Linked DNA regions of Drosophila melanogaster: region 1 is linked to region 2. A link is a contact called in public Hi-C data. All regions are on one chromosome and are shown on one strand. The core of a region is the stretch at or near the end of the contact, and the rest is flanking DNA. Distances in the headings are between cores, read along the strand shown. Region 1 holds the start of lncRNA:CR44985 (long non-coding RNA:CR44985). Region 2 holds the start of Cyp28d2 (Cytochrome P450 28d2).

Region 1 (3,347 bases), core at 32-2,531, 120 kb before region 2:
CGGCCTTCATGCGCTCGAAGGACTTGTTGGCATCGTACTTCCTGCAGGGATAATGGATAAAACAGATCAGATGATGACATTCATGTGGCATAGTTAAGCTATATTTACGAGTAGAAGTCGGCGTAGGCGGCCTTCTTGGGATCGTTGACCAGAATTTTGTAGGCGATGGTCACCACGGCGGTCAGGCCCAGGGAAACGGCCAGGTTGCGCTTGATGGTGGCATTGTGGAGGCCACGGAGCACGGGTCCGGCAGAGGAGGTGGCTGGAGTGTTGGCCATGTCGCTGAAAAGAATGAAAATCACAAAAATCAATTATATTGCTCGGTAGTTACGTAAGGTGCTCAAAGGCAGCTGCCATTAAACGCATAGCAACTAATGAATTCTCCCCAGAAATTTATGGAGTTGATATGGCCAACTGGTATGATATTTAATTACTTTTTTTAAGTTCCAAAACCCCTTGAACCGTGTTTTTTAAAGAAAAACCTTGTTATGTACTCACATTTGCAAATTCAGAATCTGAGATAGAGATGGAACCTAAAACAAATTCTATTCAATACTATCGTTTATTCGAAGAAGGTGGCAGCATTCGCGAAATTATCGATTGATCTTTGGAAAATAAATAATAAAAATATATATTAAAAAGCACTCCTAGACAATTTGACAGAATCATTTCATTTAATAATAAAATGATTTTGAGGCTAAATACGCAGAATTAAGAGAAAAGTGTGTTAAGTAATAACTTTTCAAATTTTTCATCTGGAAGCTATGAGGCCAGCTAAAATCAATAGTTTAAAGCAGGAAAAATATTTGTGAATGAAATTTATATATTGAACATGTTCAAATTATGTTACCATTATATTTATGATTGCTAAACATGTTTAAAAATAAAAGACAATATAGCAATACAATTTATTTATAAATTTATTAGCACTAATTAAATAAAATTACAATTTCCAAACAATTGACAACTCTGCTCGAGCCAAATTTCCAATACAGGCTACTTCGCAGCCCTGGTAACCACAAATATGTCGGGAAATTTAGGGAATTTCGGGCCGCGGACGTCTGGCAACACCGGCTGGAAAATAAAAATGGCTACCACTGTGTGCTTGTTATTGTTCGTGGAAATTTAATAATTACGAAGTTTTTTGTACAAAATAAACAGGATAAACGCATCGTTGCAACGCCAATTGATGGTTGAAAAACAAGCGCGAATCTTTCGACAGCAATCAGTGCGTTTATCAAGTGCCCGCACGCAATCGAACCGTGTGAAATTAAGCCCCCGAAAATCGGCTGCCCGAATGCGTGAAAATTTTCGAGTTCCGCTAAACAGGCATTACTATTTGGCCAGCGATTGTGAAATGGAGAACAGTGGGGGCCCAAACGTATTCAGTTTGCCCTAAACAACAATTGAAAAGCGGGCACGCAAGATTTCCAGCAGGAAAAGCGCTTGAAAAGTGACGCAGGAAAATCCGTATCCGCGCCCCGCACGTGTGTGTGTGTGAGTGTGTGTGTTGCAGTGCATGTGAGTGTGTGTGTTGGTGAGGCTACTACTAAAAAAAAAAGTAAAAAGCAAAAGGGGAGAAGAGAAAAAAATAATAGTGGAAAATGCCCAAAAACCCAAGTCGCAGAGGTTAAAAACTGAGTGCGGATTACATCGAAAGACAATAAACCGAAGCCATCGAGTGTCAAGCCTATAATGCAATTGGTCCAACAATTTCAATCCAAAGGACGCCACGGCGGTCAATCGAAAGCTAAATGCGAGAATTGAGCAGCGTTCTAACAATTAAACCTACGACGCGTGCGATTGTCGTGTGATGATATGCCACTTAAACAGGTGAGTTTATCGTGTTTCGCTTTTTGGTGGAGCGCAACGGAACAGCTGATTTGCGATTATTGCACTTCAAGTGGGCTTCTTTTTCCCCCCTTTTCTTGTCTGTTTTTGCCATCGCTTTTGCTCATTTTACACTTGCGTCACCCACGCACTCAGAGACGGGTATAAAAACAAAAACAATAGGCGGCGAAAAGGGTGAACTAATTGGTTGGCTTCGAGTGTATAGAATCTCGCATTTCCCGTGTTTATTTTTTCATCTCTCTTTTTCGGTTCCCCCTTTTTTATTTTATTAATCAGCCCGCCCCCTTTTTACCCCCCGCCTTAGTGCCAAGCAAGTATTTTGGTTACCTTTTCCCTCTGCCACACACACACACTTGCCCAACCAGCACACGTACACGAGCAAGCACGCACACCGGCGCACCGCCTTCCAAGAGGCCAAGAAGAAAAATGGCGACGACGTCGGGGTATCGATAACACGTCCCGCAGAGAGAAAAGGAAAACGCACGCACGCATGAGAAAATGCAACCTGTGGGCACCAGCTGCCCCGACCCGCTCCGCCCCCTTTTGGCATGCCGCGCGTGGAAAATGCAGTCAGCTGAATTGTCTTTTGGGTTACTCAATTCAAGCGCATTATCTTTGGGGACTGTTGTCGAAACAAATTGTTGTTGGAATTTCCAACGAGTGCCCTATGGCCATCCTGCTCTAGCGCCAGAGACCGCAGGGTCAAAAACAAAACGAGAAATGCAAATAACATATGCAATATATAAAAATAATTAGATTCAAGTATGGCAGATCTAGTGAAGGTAAATTATAAGTTAAATAATTAAGGTTTGGAATTGTGTTTGGCCATAAATTAGGCGTTTCTATGTTTGCGTGTCGTAAACCAGGGCTGCAAACTCTCGCTGCATAGATATCGATAACAAAATAGTGGCCATCGCCAGCAATTTCACTATCCCTCTTCTTCTTTCTCTTCCTATACGGCTCCTTAAATGTTAATTAAATGTTGTAAATTTGCAAAATGTCTCACATGTGTGCCACTTTGCAGCAGCTTGAACCGTCACTGGTGCGGATATTGGTCTCGCTACCCTGGGACGCAGCACAACGGCTGCGCCAGCTGGCCAACGATGGAAATCCGGAGCTGCGCGCCCTCAACATTCAGTCAGTGCAATTCGAGGGCGATTCTGTGATAAATTTGAAAGTTGGTGGACAAGATATTAAGATAACCAAGGGTGAGTAATGGCAACAAATGTCCACTAAACGAGCAATTAACCTGAGTAATCCCTACCCGCAGATAATGTAAACGAGACACTTGAGGCGGCTGGCTCGCTTTCCGGCAACAAGAGTGGTCTGCTGGCCACGGGATTCGATGGCCCCAGTACGAGCAAGGCGGCATCCGCCTTTATGCAACAGCAGCAGCAGCGAATCCTGCAACAGCCCCAAAACGATGCAATCTCACTCCAGCAAAGAAGAGCAGCGGCGGCGGGCCTGGGACTTCAGAAGATGCCCCTCCACACCAC
Region 2 (3,662 bases), core at 391-2,890:
AACGTTCCGGCTTGAATGTCAAAGGATCCTCATAATACTGCGGATCGTGGTGCAGAGCTTTTACCGGTATAGTAACCACATCTCCGGGTTTCAAGTGCACAGTGCGTCCGTTCTTGTTCGCAAACTCAAAGGGTTCGGTGACCAGCTTACGTGCTGCAACTTGCGGTGAAAACAAACGCAAAGTTTCTAAAATTATAAAATTTTATAATGTAGTTAAAGAAACTGAATATCAAGAGATCAAGATAGAATTTCCCACCATATATGCAGGCGTCCAGATGCGGAAGCTCGGACATTTGATCAAAGGTCAGATCCGCACTGCCAATTTCCTTGCGGACCTTATCTTGCTCCTCCGGATTACGTCCCAGCATCAGCATAATATGCGCTAGAACTAGAGCCGTAGTCTCGAATCCGTCTAGAATGAAGGTCATCGTATTTATCAGGATGTTATCCGTGTGCAGGCCCTTCTTCTCCTGCAACTGCAGCATATAGTTGAGGAAATCGTCGCGCTGTTGCTCTGGTTTTTCCAGTCTCAAAGTAATGCATCGCCGGATGATGTCCAGGAAGAACACTTCCGTTTCCTTGTTGAAGAACGGTACGCTGTAGAACTTGCGCACCTTTTGCCACAGGTTGGTAACAACGCTGTAGAAGATGAACTCAAAGGAGGTATTGAACACACGCTTTATCATTTTCAACAGCGGCGTGGGAGTGTCCGTGAAACTCTGGGCCGATACTCCCAGTCCGCAGTCGGAAACTACTTCGGTGGTGTAGCAAAGAGACAGATCCATGGCGTCCAATCCCTCGGAGGTGGCCATCTGCTGCTGTCGCCTGATATATTCCACGAACTTTTTGCATACGCTCTGCGATACTGGATAAACGGCCTTGACCTTACGGAATTCAAAGATAGAATTTTGATTGGATAGATGGTTAATGTGGTTCCTTACTCGATTGGGGGACAGTGCTGGCATGATCTCCGACCTTCTTTCCTTCCACTCGTCGCCAGTTAACACGAACGGATTGTTGCCCAATATCATGTCCGTCTTTTTGTTCACCTATGAACATTGTAATTCAGTAATGGATTATCCATTATTTACTAAACTTACGAGTACTTACAAAATTACGCCATTCATTGTTATGAAAGCTACGGAAATCGGTTGCATAGATCTTGTGTATATATTCCGGACACATGACCAGCAATTGGGGCACTCGGGTGGTAAAAACGCCCACCATATTGTCCGTGTCTTTATACTTTCTGCAAAAACAAAAAGTTCACATCAAAAAGTAACTTATATTAGCTCTAGAGAAGACTGTTCTGATTTTTACACCCATTAAGTATAAACTGCGCTTTGACTCCACTATTATACAACATAACTATAGCTTGCCCTTCTCACTCATATTGTATACATACTCATAGATATCATCAATATCGTAGGCAATATTTCGCTTTCTTGTGAAAATGCTGGGAAAACTTCCAACAAATGGCCATGTGGGAGCCGTCTTGATGCCACGTTTTCTCCAATAGTTGAAGTTCCATGTCAGAAACACGTAGACCAGAACCAACAGGGTCAGCACGAGGACAAGAAATGTAGTTACTGGGCACATGTTGGAAGCTTATGGGCTACAGATTAACGCAGGGGCCTATATTTATGCCAAAAAAATAGACACGCGCTGGAAGCAATCTAATCGTATTTTAATAAATTTCCTCTTTTAAAATTTGTTTGTTTTTTTTTAGTCTGATTGCATTAATCTCGTAGCGCTCGATCAAAAGTCAATTAAACAAGATAGGTAATAAAATATCGATAAGCATGAAACCTGTAAAACCAAAACGTATATAGTTATGTCAATAGAGCTGCAGACATAAATTCAAAGGTATAAAAAAAACAATGTGTTTTATTTTTTATTTGTTTTTTTTTTTTTTAATAATCATAATGCATATAAAGGTACAGTTGTTCACAAGAAAGGAAATCTTAAAATGCTACATAAATTATATTAACTCGATAACGGCTAATTATTTCATAACCAGATAGAAGCAGCAAAGTACACAAATTTAACATTTAAATCAAACTTAATTTTATACATAGTAAATCGTTCATAGGCCTAATAAATAAATGTATGTATTTTCTCAATAATAATTGGCCAAGCATTAAATAATAGAAAATAGTTGTAATAAACAAGTTGGATAAGTATAAGGCAAATATAATTAGGATTATCAAAAAATATTAACAACAAAATAGGTATCTTTTACTGGATGGACTTACGTCACTTGTCAATATGCATATTGCATTTTTACGATTTTTTTTTTTCAAAGAATTAATCTCTTCTTTTATGAATTCATAATATTTTTGTTTTTTGTATACGCATTTTACATTTTTTCTTTATACAGAAAATTTGTAGGTTGGTTTAGCACCGGCATAGGACACTTGCTTCGTTTTGTTCAATGCTCGTGGCACGCACGTTTTCCATTTTCTTTTCTTTGAGAGCTGGCTTCGATGGTCAATGTCTATTGGTAATTTGGAAATGAGTATCAGGAATGCTTGAAATGTCTAGGCCCCAGTGTCGGGATGGAGTTTAAGGATTGATTTCGAGCCCAGTGACCTGTGGCTGGCGCACTGGCTGCTATCCCATCTAACCCTTGGCCGTGGGAGAGATCTTGGCCTTGGGTAGAGTGATCCTTCTTGACACGGGGTCTCTTTAGAAGCCGGAGTCCAAATGGAGGTCAATGCCCACTGTTGACAGCATAGCCCTGAGTTTGGGAGAAGGACGCGCTGGAAACTAGGAACATTGGTTGCCATGAGGATCTCCAGGCGATTGGTCTATGTGGGTCATGATTTTGTCTTGGGATTTCGTTTGCCTTTCTAGCCCATCGCTGGCAGCAGGAACTTGAGATCATATCCTGCGAAAATGTTCCACGAAATTGGCAGGATGCTAATCGCAATTTTCTGCTGCCCAGGATCTCTCTAAATGCGAAAACGTGCGTTGATGAGTAAAATGTTCGTGTGCGTATTTTGATTTCGTTTTAGCTTAGATATTTTTATATACAAAATGTTTGGGTTCTCTATAGTTTTTTTGGGATCATATACGTGGGTATATATGAATATATAAATTGTTTGCTGTGCAAATATATATGTATAATGTATATATCGTTTTACAAAAGGGTTTCGGTTACTTGTCGTTAGTTTGAATAGTTAGTTCATTCTGTTTCTTTTTATTTTTTTGTTTAATTCTTTTACGTGTTTCATGTTCGGCTTGTCGAGTCTGTTCGGTTCAGTAGGTTATATACAAATTGGTTGTTTTATTAATGCCTCTAGCTATCGAATGACTATAAAATTACATACAATTACAAAATGTGATAAACTACACAAATGTACAACTCTTCCATTTCGATATTCAACATTTTTTTGTTTAAATTTTTCTTACTTGAAATTTAGCTTTCAAAAGGCATCTTTAAACTGGGTTTTTTCATAGGGCGTTTTTCATAGGGGGTTCTTCTTAGGGTATAGGGTTTCTTGACTTTTTTTTTGATCGTGTTTCATTGCACTAATCCAATTGCAACTCGACAGCTTTACGTGGGTGGCGGTCCGTGGGGATACGACAACATGGGCTCCAGGCTGCGCGCAAAGGTGTTGGAGAACATACAGGTGTAGTCCTCACCGTGGGGCACCAGG

The links. Hi-C and Micro-C count contacts between places; a contact is called where the count stands out from the background.
Region 1: a Hi-C map of the S2 cell line shows a contact between it and region 2, with 5 times the contacts expected there. A contact is called at or near these places in 10 of 107 Hi-C or Micro-C datasets (the D17-c3 cell line, the Kc167 cell line, the S2 cell line and 1 more).

The regions. Positions count from the first base shown.
Region 1 is chr2L:5,324,438-5,327,784 of dm6, reverse strand. lncRNA:CR44985 (long non-coding RNA:CR44985) reads right to left here and starts at 1,281. Exons shown (of 2, transcript NR_124085.1): 1 at 1,137-1,281; 2 at 953-1,074. It overlaps Ncoa6 (Nuclear receptor coactivator 6), which reads left to right and starts at 1,102. Exons shown (of 6, transcript NM_001258955.2): 1 at 1,102-1,833; 2 at 2,876-3,059; 3 at 3,122-3,347. The coding sequence starts at 1,819. cype (cyclope) reads right to left here and starts at 558. Exons shown (of 3, transcript NM_001258957.2): 1 at 499-558; 2 at 109-282; 3 at 1-41. The coding sequence starts at 278.
Region 2 is chr2L:5,205,245-5,208,906 of dm6, reverse strand. It overlaps Cyp28d2 (Cytochrome P450 28d2), which reads right to left and starts at 1,640. Exons shown (of 6, transcript NM_135067.3): 1 at 1,406-1,640; 2 at 1,111-1,249; 3 at 942-1,049; 4 at 257-884; 5 at 1-186. The coding sequence starts at 1,599. Msp300 (Muscle-specific protein 300 kDa) reads right to left here. Exons shown (of 28, transcript NM_001201767.2): 28 at 1,905-3,662. The coding sequence ends at 3,560. It also overlaps sncRNA:158.